Linked DNA regions of Sus scrofa: regions 1 and 3 are each linked to region 2. A link is a contact called in public Hi-C and HiChIP or PLAC-seq data. All regions are on one chromosome and are shown on one strand. Each heading gives the region's core, a stretch centred on a gene start, on an enhancer-like site or on the middle of the called end of the contact. The rest is flanking DNA. Distances are from core to core; before and after follow the strand shown. Region 1 holds the start of EFCAB11 (EF-hand calcium-binding domain-containing protein 11). Region 2 has its middle 220 kb from the start of TTC8. Region 3 has its middle 200 kb from the start of FOXN3.

What was found. Hi-C and Micro-C count contacts between places; a contact is called where the count stands out from the background. HiChIP or PLAC-seq counts read pairs in DNA pulled down with a chosen protein or histone mark.
Region 1: a contact with region 2 is called in a Hi-C map of liver, with 3 times the contacts expected there. The contact joins the promoter of EFCAB11 here to the enhancer-like site in region 2. A contact is called at or near these places in 5 of 47 Hi-C or Micro-C datasets (embryonic fibroblasts, liver, mesenteric adipose tissue and 2 more) and 1 of 2 datasets of contacts at active chromatin or transcription factors (alveolar macrophages).
Region 3: a contact with region 2 is called in an H3K27ac HiChIP or PLAC-seq map of skeletal muscle, with 12 times the contacts expected there. The contact joins two enhancer-like sites. A contact is called at or near these places in 2 of 47 Hi-C or Micro-C datasets (liver and retroperitoneal adipose tissue) and 1 of 2 datasets of contacts at active chromatin or transcription factors (skeletal muscle).

Annotation. Positions count from the first base shown.
Region 1 is chr7:111,764,589-111,767,616 of Sscrofa11.1, reverse strand. EFCAB11 (EF-hand calcium-binding domain-containing protein 11) reads left to right here and starts at 1,360. Exons shown (of 8, transcript XM_021099597.1): 1 at 1,360-1,570; 2 at 2,116-2,211. The coding sequence starts at 1,496. It overlaps TDP1 (tyrosyl-DNA phosphodiesterase 1), which reads right to left and starts at 523. Exons shown (of 17, transcript XM_005666389.3): 1 at 73-523.
Region 2 is chr7:110,949,416-110,952,666 of Sscrofa11.1, reverse strand. No RefSeq gene overlaps it. Among named protein-coding and RNA genes, the nearest start is that of TTC8, 220 kb to the right of the region's middle. Within about 2 kb of position 1,711, at least 30 of the 83 cell types and tissues checked have an H3K27ac peak or open chromatin away from gene starts, as enhancers often do. A contact at or near this core is called in liver, mesenteric adipose tissue, retroperitoneal adipose tissue and 2 more, where this site is marked.
Region 3 is chr7:111,535,295-111,538,629 of Sscrofa11.1, reverse strand. No RefSeq gene overlaps it. Among named protein-coding and RNA genes, the nearest start is that of FOXN3, 200 kb to the right of the region's middle. Within about 2 kb of position 2,074, at least 76 of the 83 cell types and tissues checked have an H3K27ac peak or open chromatin away from gene starts, as enhancers often do. A contact at or near this core is called in liver, retroperitoneal adipose tissue and skeletal muscle, where this site is marked.

The DNA of each region.
Region 1 (3,028 bases), core at 111-2,610, 820 kb before region 2:
CCACGAGCCCGGTTCCCGCAGCCACCCGGGACCCACCAGAGGCCGCGGAACCCACAGCCTCCATACACGCACCTGAAGCCCCCAGAGCGCGCAGCCGCCTGAGCCCCCGCCCCTTTGCAGCCGCTCGCGCCTGCGCGCAGTTCGAACCCTCCGGGCCGCGGCGCGGGTCTCGTGGCCCTGCCCCTTCCCCTTCCGGGCCGTCCACCACCGGGTCCTAAAGCCCGCTGGATCCCGAGAGGTTGCAGGGGGCTTCCTCAGGAAGGGGCGGAGAGACCTGCCCTCCCCTAGGTCTCCTCTTACTTCCCGGCCACGTCTCCTAAAAGGGGGAGACAGAGAAAGAAGTGTTTCCCCCAGTTCTTCGTTGGTTAATTAGCAAAACTCATCCCCTCTGCAGGAATTCTCGTAGCCTCAGGTTGCCGGATCTCGAGGCAGAGAGGTTTATTTTAAAGGCAGCGAGAGGCTCTCAAGGTTCAAGGAAGGGAATGGCTGAGACCGGTGTCCTGGGAGGAGCGGGCTCTCCTGGGGCGCAGACTGTAAAACCTGCTGTAAAATAAAAGGTTAAATGAGCTCCCTCAGGCTCAACCTCGAATGCCTGTTTTTTCGCAGACACAGGCGTGTCTGCTTCTGTGTGTGTGTGTGTGTGTGTGTGTGTGTGTGTGTTTGAGTGTGAGTGTTGTGGGGGGGTTGTTTTTTTAATCTGATTAAACCGATTTACCAGGAGAGGGGGCTGAAGTAACTCCTTTGCAAAATGGAACCCTCGCCAAATTCCTTGCCTTTGATAAGGATATTAGCTCTGGCATTTGAGCTCAATGGTGTTTTTTATTAATTATTCTCGGAGTTTTCTTCAAACCAGGCGCCTCTCCTAGAGGACTGAATTGAATAACTTTGGTTCGTTTACTGAATGTCTGCTTTGTGCCAGGCACTATGCTCCAGCGCTAGGGTCATCCAGAAGAACAGAACAGACAAACTAGCTACCCCGAAGGGCTCGACCCCAATGACTTGCTGATCTGCACGTGAATCTTGGACTTGACTTGTTTGGATTGGCTCCTTTTACCTTCTTTTTGTGTCTCCTATAATGTTTAGCATAGCGTCATTGAGAAAAATTATCGAAAGTAATTTACTGCAAGGTATGGAGGCAGAAGATGAAAATAATCATGCAGGATACGCTGAAACACTACCTAGCTGAGCTGGGTCCCCAGTCGCGCGCCAAGAGTTAAGGGGACAAGAGGGGCGGAGCCAAGGCTAGAAGCCGGCCTGGAGCCTCTCCGCCATAGGCTGTTCCAAGGAAACGTTATTAAACAAAACCTCTGGCCAATAGAACTGCGGGATCAACGCCGGTGGCTCGCAAGATGTCCAATAGGAGAAGAGGTTGGAGGTGCCCTGAAAAGTTCAGCTTCCTGAACTGCGGTGGGCTTGGCAAGCGATCTCCGATAAAGAGGGCTCTGGCCTCGGAGGTCGTGGATTCACCTCTCTGGACTTGAGTGTGGCAGTCGCGATGTTTTTATCCCAGGCTGGGGCCCAGCCGCGGATGTGGGAAGCCAGCCCTTCGGAACACAAGAAATGGGTGGAAGTAGGTGTCCAGAGGGCTGAGTCTCGGACTTTAACTGGACCTGGGGCTCTCACTTCCATCACCCCGCCTGGCCCTATCTCGGCCGGGTTGCACAGATAAGGACTGTGTCTTGGTTAATGGCTGAGCCTAGGGCTGCAAGCCTTCTGGATCCCGGTCCAGTGTTCTAGCTACTTCCAAGTTCCTTGTTTTCCTTGTGACATCGTCTATTTGTGATAAACCTGTAATCTGCATCTCTCCTCCCGCCTTTCAAAGCCAGTCGCTTGGCCTCACCTTCCTTAATCCAGGATTTACTTCGGGTTAGAATTTATGCCAGGGGTTTAAAGGAATTAATCTAGCGATTAAGTCGTTTGCACTTTTTGGCGGGTAAATTTTAGCGCATCCTTAAGATTTCTTGAGAATTAAAATTAGGTAATGAAATTCCATTTCTGAGCCCTACTCCTCGGCTGAGTTTTAGATTTGGGAGGTCTAACTTAATATGTAAGTAATAAAAATAATAGAAGAAATAGTTTCTGCCTTATTAACTAAAGATATTTAATGTTCTTTAGGTATTTAAAGCATGCGATGAAGATAACAAAGGCTATCTAAGCAGAGAGGACTTTAAAGTTGCTATTGTAATGCTGTTTGGTTACAAGCCCTCCAAGGTAGAGCTTTCTTTTGTATTTGGGGCTGGGGCAGACAATGCAGTAGTGGGTGGATTCTAAATAATGTGCGGAGGGCCAGCTTGGGATGTTTATAAAGCAAACTGCTGCCTTCTGAATAATTTCAGAGATGTATCCAGTGCTATATTTTTCTTTCTTCTTAGGAACCCAACTCAGGGATGAATTAGAATCCATTAAGACTAAGTCACCACCAAGCTGCTAATTATAATAAGTATGAGATTCTTCTGGTGGTTTTAAGAGGGAAGCATGGGAGGGGGATGTTGGTAACAGGAGAAATTCTCAAAGGACGTGACATGCAGGGTTTTTGTTTTTTGTTTTCTTAAGTTAAAAAAATGCTCCGTTTAAATTATAAAAACAATGCATTTAATAGTCAAAAAATTAAAACAGTCCAGAAAAGTATAAAAGCCCCTTCCTACCTACCAAAGGGTCGCACTCCACAGGAGTTAGCTTTATTGAATTTGTGTATCATTCCCAAGTGTCGCATGCATGACAAGCATGCCTAGCATTCCATTGGAAACATAAGTGGGTGCAGAGTGTGCTAATTTTATTTTATCTTGCTTTTTTTAACTTAACCACAGAAGAGCATAAAAGCACTCCCCATCACATTTTACAAAATAATTGCTTAGTATTTTCTTTAGCTAGTTTCCTTATTTTGTTCATTTTTGACTGTCCATTATTTTTCATTTCTACAAATACTGTTGCAAGGAGCATTCTTTTATAACTATATCTCTGCTTGGGGATGTCTATCTGTGGAACAAATTCCTAGAAATACAAGTGCTGGGTGCATTTCAAACTTTGT
Region 2 (3,251 bases), core at 462-2,961:
GGGAACCATGAGGTTGCGGGTTTGATCCCTGGCCTTGCTCAGTGGGTTAAAGATACGGCGTTGCCGTGAGCTGTGGTGTAGGTTGCAGACGCGGCTCGGATCCCGTGTTGCTGTGGCTCTGGCGTAAGTTGGTGGCTGCAGCTCCGATTGGACCCCTGGCCTGGGAACCTCCATGTGCCATGGAAGCGGGCCAAGAAATGGCAAAAAAGACAAAAAAAAAAAAAAAAAAAGAACTGCATTGTGTCTATAGACTGTATATATCCTTCAATAACAGCTTATAATTTTTTCAGGAAAGACTTACAAGTCTTTGGTTAGATCTACCCCTAGGTGGCGCTCTCTTGCACACGTTCTCATCTGTAAGGTAACATTCACCGGTTCCAGAGATTAGTATGGGGACATCTTCGGGATCCATTCTTCAGGTTACCATTCTTGGCATGCATTTGATTAAACCATATGTATTTGAAGTGGAAAAAAAAAAGTTGAATATTGGCAAGTCCGTAGTATTCAACCTAAAGTTTCCCAATATGCAAGAGTTACTGTTAATACTAAAAAACAAAGAGGAGATGATTTTACCATAAACTACCAGCTCTAGGCCTGTCCCTGTTGCTTTAGGAATAGTTAGACAACTTTCAGCAGAGTCCTGGCACTTTAGGGCTCTCTGTGACACAATCCTGGAAGCATAGGTAGGTCGCCCTGTCATGGAAGAGGGGTTGCTCAAAGGCGTCAGGAAGGTCTTCTTCCCACAGAGGAAGGGAAGCCCTCTGCCCAGATACCGGATCCTCTACCCCGCACAGCACAATCACTCTTTTGAGAAAAAGCAGCTCCAAAAGTCTTCTGTGTTGTAAACATGTGTGAAGCAGGAACAATGTTTGTGGCAGAGCTGAGCACTGCCCTAGTGGAACCTGCAGTCAAAGGAAAAAAGTCAGTGATACTGATGCTGTCTTCCTTTAAACTTTTATTCACCATGACTCTTTTTTTCATTAATTGGCATTAAAGATATTGCAAAAATATGATTTATTTTGATGACTGATTTGGGGGGCACCCCCCTTGAACTTTGCACCTTTGACTTCACTGTCCTGAACTTAACCCCCACTCTGGTCTGTAGGTCTCTCTTGGAAGCTATTTTCGCTAATGAGAGGATGGACACTCCTAGCAAAAGTTCAAACTTTATCTGTAGAGGAAAAACACATGGCAATTGGGATTTACTGAGACGGCAGGAAAGGCGGGCCATCTCGCAACCTCGAAACCGCCCATGGTTCAAGTGACTCTCTTTGCTACCAATTGCCTTCTCCAAGTGAGAAAGAATAAACTAATTTCATACCTATTCAGTCCAATAAAGTGCATTGTCCTACCTCTACCTCCAGTGATAAGAGACAGGAACAGTGCACTTCCCATTGCTAAGCAACAGTCAAAACAGCCCGTGGCATCTGTGCAGGCTGACCAAGCTGATAGGAATCAGTGTCTAAAGTTCTTGTTTGCATTTTGAAGTCAACAATCATTGCTGTTCTCTATTAGTGTTCATTAAGTTGGTTTATGGCTGGACCAACTCCAATCTCCACTTGGTGATTTGAATGCCTTGTCCTCCTAGGGAAAGAAATATTTGGCAATAAAAACCCTGGGCTCCTTTCCTCTGCTCATTTCCCCTGGATAGGCTGGGAAACTGTGGTCACCATCCGTTGTTCTCTGGCCCGGGAGAACAAAGCCTCTGTTGAAGGTTCTGGAAGAATGGGGTGGAGAACGGGGTGGAGAAGAAGGCTCTGCTCGGCCGCAAGCTGGCCTCCATCCACTCCACCCTGAAAGTAGGCCAGTGGAGCAGAAGTCTCTTGTGTGAAATGAGCTGGGGCTGAGAGTACTGCCCTGCTGCCCCAACGCCAGCACTAAAGTTTCGAAAGAACCTTCTGAGCCTCCTTCATGGACTGGTGCCAGAAAGGGACACTACCCGGGGACCTGATTAGCTCCTGCCTCCCTGGCCTGGGAGTGGGTCAAACAGTGGCTCCAGTGTAATGGTAGAAAGTTCCATCCAGCTTGAAAGAGCCGCCCTTGGATGCTATTTCCCAGGTGTTGACTCACCCTGGGGATGGCTGACAGGCTGCCAGCCCCACAGAGGAGCCCGCCTGCCACCTTATGTAACCTTCCCTTCGTCCCCAGCTCTCAGGAGCCAGGTCAGCTCTGAAAATAAAACCAGCAAACAACTTAGAGCAATTAACAAGGATGTCGTGCTTCTTCCTCAACTCCAATCCCAAACCCCGTTCCACTTCCAGCACTTTCCAGAGCGGAAGAGTGGCTCCTGGCCAGCATATCATGTTTTCCCTGCTCTACCGGTGAGAATTTCTCAGGGCCGAGCTGGATAACAAGCCTGTGTGCACCCCCTAGTGTACACAGGAGCCCAGCGCCACGCAAAGTCTTGTCTGGATGAGGCTGGGCCTGGCCAGTGGGACTGTAGAGGTTTGTGAGTGGGTGGGGCTGCAGGGCCTAATTCCACAAGGTCTGGGTCAGGTAAGAGGGAACCATGTTTACACACCTGATTCAGTTCATGACCCAGCAAATTGTCCTTCTTGCGTTCTCGGCCCTGTTTTCTTCTGATTCGCATCTCTTCTCTGCTGGCTAGGAAGCTTTCTGTGCCTCCCTGACTGGGGGGACGTGAGGATCTAGCGTCAAAGTCCCGTCATCTCCTTGAGAAGATGTAGCATGGCCTTGGCTTGTGGTTAATACGTGTGGAAGCCTCGTTGTTGTAAGATTAGAAAGTAATCTAGTAGTTTCTCTAAGAAACTCTGAAAGTCCAAAGTCATTTGTTTTGCCCTGATTCCCAAATAGCACACAAGCTGCGGAAGGCTGAGAAGATCCAAACAGCCCGTTCATTTTCTCATCATTCTGTTGATCTTTCTCTGAAAGATGCAGAAGAGAGTTTAGGTAAACGTGAAAAAGAATCCGTTCTCAGTATAAGCCAAGGTAGTATGGGCACGGGAATGTGATGTGGGTAGCAAGAACCATGGGAATCTGGAATTCCTGTTGTGGCTCAGTGGTGATGAACCCAACTAGTGTCCATGAGGATGAGGGTTTGATCCATGGCCTCACTCAGTAGGTTAAGGGATCCACTGTTGCTGTGAGCTGTGGTGTAGGTCTCAGAGGTGGCTTGGATCCAGTGCTGCTGTGGCTGTGGTGTAGGACGGCAGCTGCAGCTCTGATTCGCCCCCTACCCCGGGGACTTCCATATGCCACAAGTGCGGCCCCAAAAAGCAAAATGTTTTGCT
Region 3 (3,335 bases), core at 825-3,324, 590 kb before region 2:
ATTTTGTGTTGTGTCTCCAGGGACTTGAATACACAGGTTCAGGAACCAAGAGGTAGAAAGCGAAGGAGCCTGGCTCACTGCCACTCTCAGGGACCTTTTTTGTTAACGCATCCTTCCTGTCCTCACAACCCCAGGGCATTGGGCCTAGAGGTTCATGCCAGGGAACACAGAGGAAGAGTCCCACTAAACTTAAAAACTACTGCTGCAGTCCTCTTATTTTGGACTCTCTGTGGGCAGAGAAATCTATGATCATGCTGGCAGAGGCAACTGACCCTGATCATCACGGGAAGGCAGGGCTGCTGTTACATAACCAGGGGAGGAATACGTATGGCACTCAGCTGATCTGCCAGAGTGTCTCTTGCTACTTCCAAGCCCAGTTTTAACTCAAAATAGGCAGTGACAGCAACCACTTCCTAAAAGAGACCTGGCAGCAAGGAGCTCAGCCCCCTAAGTGTGAAAATTGCGGCCCCTCCAGGCAACCCCCCTAGACTAGCAAAAGGGCTAGTGGAGGATGAGGGGAATACAGAATAGATGGTAAAGAAGAGAGATGACGATTTTTAGTTATAACCTTGGGACCAGCTGCAGGGGCAAGAGCTATAGTTTGTCCCACTAGATTTGTGACCAGTTAGAATCTTGAATAAGCTGGGACAAGATGGAAACTTAACCAGGGAACATGTGAATCTGAATGCTGCAAGGGGTGGACTGTAGTGTATGCTTTTGGTACTTTGCCCAAACCCTCTCAGACCCCCTTTACTTGTTCACCGTCCCCATCCTCTAGCTTCCGGGTGCTTCTCTCCTAATGGCTCACACCTCCAGCCTTCAAAGAACTACCCTTAATCTATTAGAGTCCCTTCACCTAGACTCACCCTGGAAGTGTTGGGTGTTCAGGAAGGCCCATCGCCAGGGGCTGGTAAGAGCAGGGGTGTAAAAACCCAGCTCCCTTGCTTCAGGGCCGAGCAACTCTCTGTGTAATTTGTGCCCCACAGCTGCCTCTGGATCAAGCTGAGGCTGGAACTTGACCTTACATTCCTGCCTTGCTTGCCTTATCCTCCTGCCCTATTCTGCTTCCCTTATTTGTGTCTTCTGGAAGCTTGTCCTTAATAAATTACTTGCACAATCAAGAATCAAGACAAAACAAGACAGTTTCCTAATAGCAAATAAACTCTCTGTGCACAGGCCCTGTTTGGGGGGGGGAAATCTTTTAATCTCCCACAATACGTAGCCCACCATGGGATACACACAACAAGTTGATCTGGATTTTGGCAAATTCTTTGGTTTAGATTCTCTTCCTTTAGTAAGAATCTGAGAACCCTAAGTTGCAACTCCCTTGCTACATTACAGACTGGGACATCTGTAAATTATCGATGATAAATCAGTGTAAACTCTATGTGCCAGGTTTTCTGGACAACCTCGATTTCAGCTTCTCCATCTCCTTGTCAGACCATTTCCAGACAGCGTGTCCCAGTTGGTGTGTTGGTTGGATGGCAAAGGACGGGACGATGTGCTAGCCAAGAGGCAGCTGACGGAGGACACTTAACTATTTAAAAAAAAAGCAGGGACCTTGAAGTTAAGCAAGACTGGACATCAAATTCTGGCTCCACGCCAACCGGTTCTCCGACCGTAGCCACATTTTATTCATGTTCAAATGAAGGTACTAGCTCCTGCTTCACAGCACAGAAAATGAGTTCATGTATGCCAAGTGCTTAACATTGCTCCTCGACCTAGTAAAGCTCAAAAAAGGGTTCCTTTCAGAAGGCGGATAAAGGTCCTCAGCGGAGTTTGGGGACGTCACTGTCCTTACACAGCCAGTCCCGGGAGAGGCAATGCCGAAGTGTTTCCGTTCATTTCTCCTCTGCGGGCACAGGACACAAGCCAAATGAAGAGAGGACGTCTTCCCGGCCGGAAGGGTCGACCTCAAAGGAGGACGGCCCGGGCCCTGGGCCACCATGTAGCTCCTCGCCCGCCGCTCCGACCCTCCCCCACTTCCCTCCGGGCTGGGCTGAAGTAGGTGAAGGGTGGAAGCCTAGAGACTGCGCCGCGGAGGCGGAAGGCCGCCGCCGGTTTCCTAGCAACGGCCGCCCCGCCCCATCCCACCCTGCGTGGCGCGGCGGCGCCGGGAAGCGGGGGGCGGGCCGCCGTTGCTATGGTAGCGCGTCCGCCCCGCCGGACGCCGGCGGAACCTGCAGGAAGCTAGGGCTCTGGGCCCCGCGTGAGCTGCGGGGCGACCTTCCCCCACCCCACCGCCAGCTCCAGCTTCGGTCCGGCGGGGACCTGCGCCATCTGTAAGCGTGGCCGCCGGGCTGCAAGGCCGCTTGGTCCCCACTCGCTTCCCAGCCGCCTGGGCCAGCTAACGGCCTGGCTGTCTCGTGAGGACAGAGTTGGTCATCCGGGCCAGGTCTAGGCTGAATTAACTGTTTTGGAATTTCATTGGACCTTTTTTCCTCTACCGTTGCAAGAGACACGTACATGTGTGTACACACACACACACACACACACCCAGGGTCCCGTTCTTTTCTATCAAGTGTTTCACCTGAAGGATCTTTAATCTTGGAAAGAGAATATGCAGAAAACAGAGCGGCTTCCAAAATTAGCCTTTTAAAACGACACTACAAATAAGTATCATATTTCATGAGGCCCATTTTTAAACTGAAAATGCCCATGGCTGGAAGGGTATTCTGGATTCTGGACTTGAATTTGCATTCTTCTGAATTCCTCTCTGCAATGATCTGCGTTTGGGCAATTCAGTTGTGGGGTATTAAATTTAAACGTATTCGCCTCTAGCTAGTGTTGTGTGTTCTGATTGCTCTGTTAAAGGACCCACTCACAGAAACAAAGCCACATGCTTCTCAGTCATCCTCCGGCTCGGCTAGAGAGTATTTTTAAAAGGGGCGGAGTCAGCCACGTGTTTGTGAGTTTAATCAAATTGACAAGGGCTCTGAGCGAGAAAAGCTTGCTATCTAATGGCAAGACAGCGTTAGGTACATAGAGATGTGTTCTTTTTGGACTTATTTGAATTAGAGCTTTTCAAACAGAATCTTCTCTTGCATATATTTTTCTCGATATGCTGCAACTGGAAAATTTAAATCAAAAATCCTATTTCGTATATTCATTTTTATGGTAAATGTGTCTAGGCTGAGATTACGCATTTTCCTGATCAACGAGGAAATGCGCCGCAATCACTGTGAATTGAGCACCTTGCTGATTGAGCAACACTTGAACCTGGAGGCAAGAACGATCATAATCTCAGAATGAGAATCCTCCACAGTATATTTCACAAGCGTATTCACAGCTAACCTTTTTCTACCCTAAAGGATCATTCACTTGGAACTTTTTTA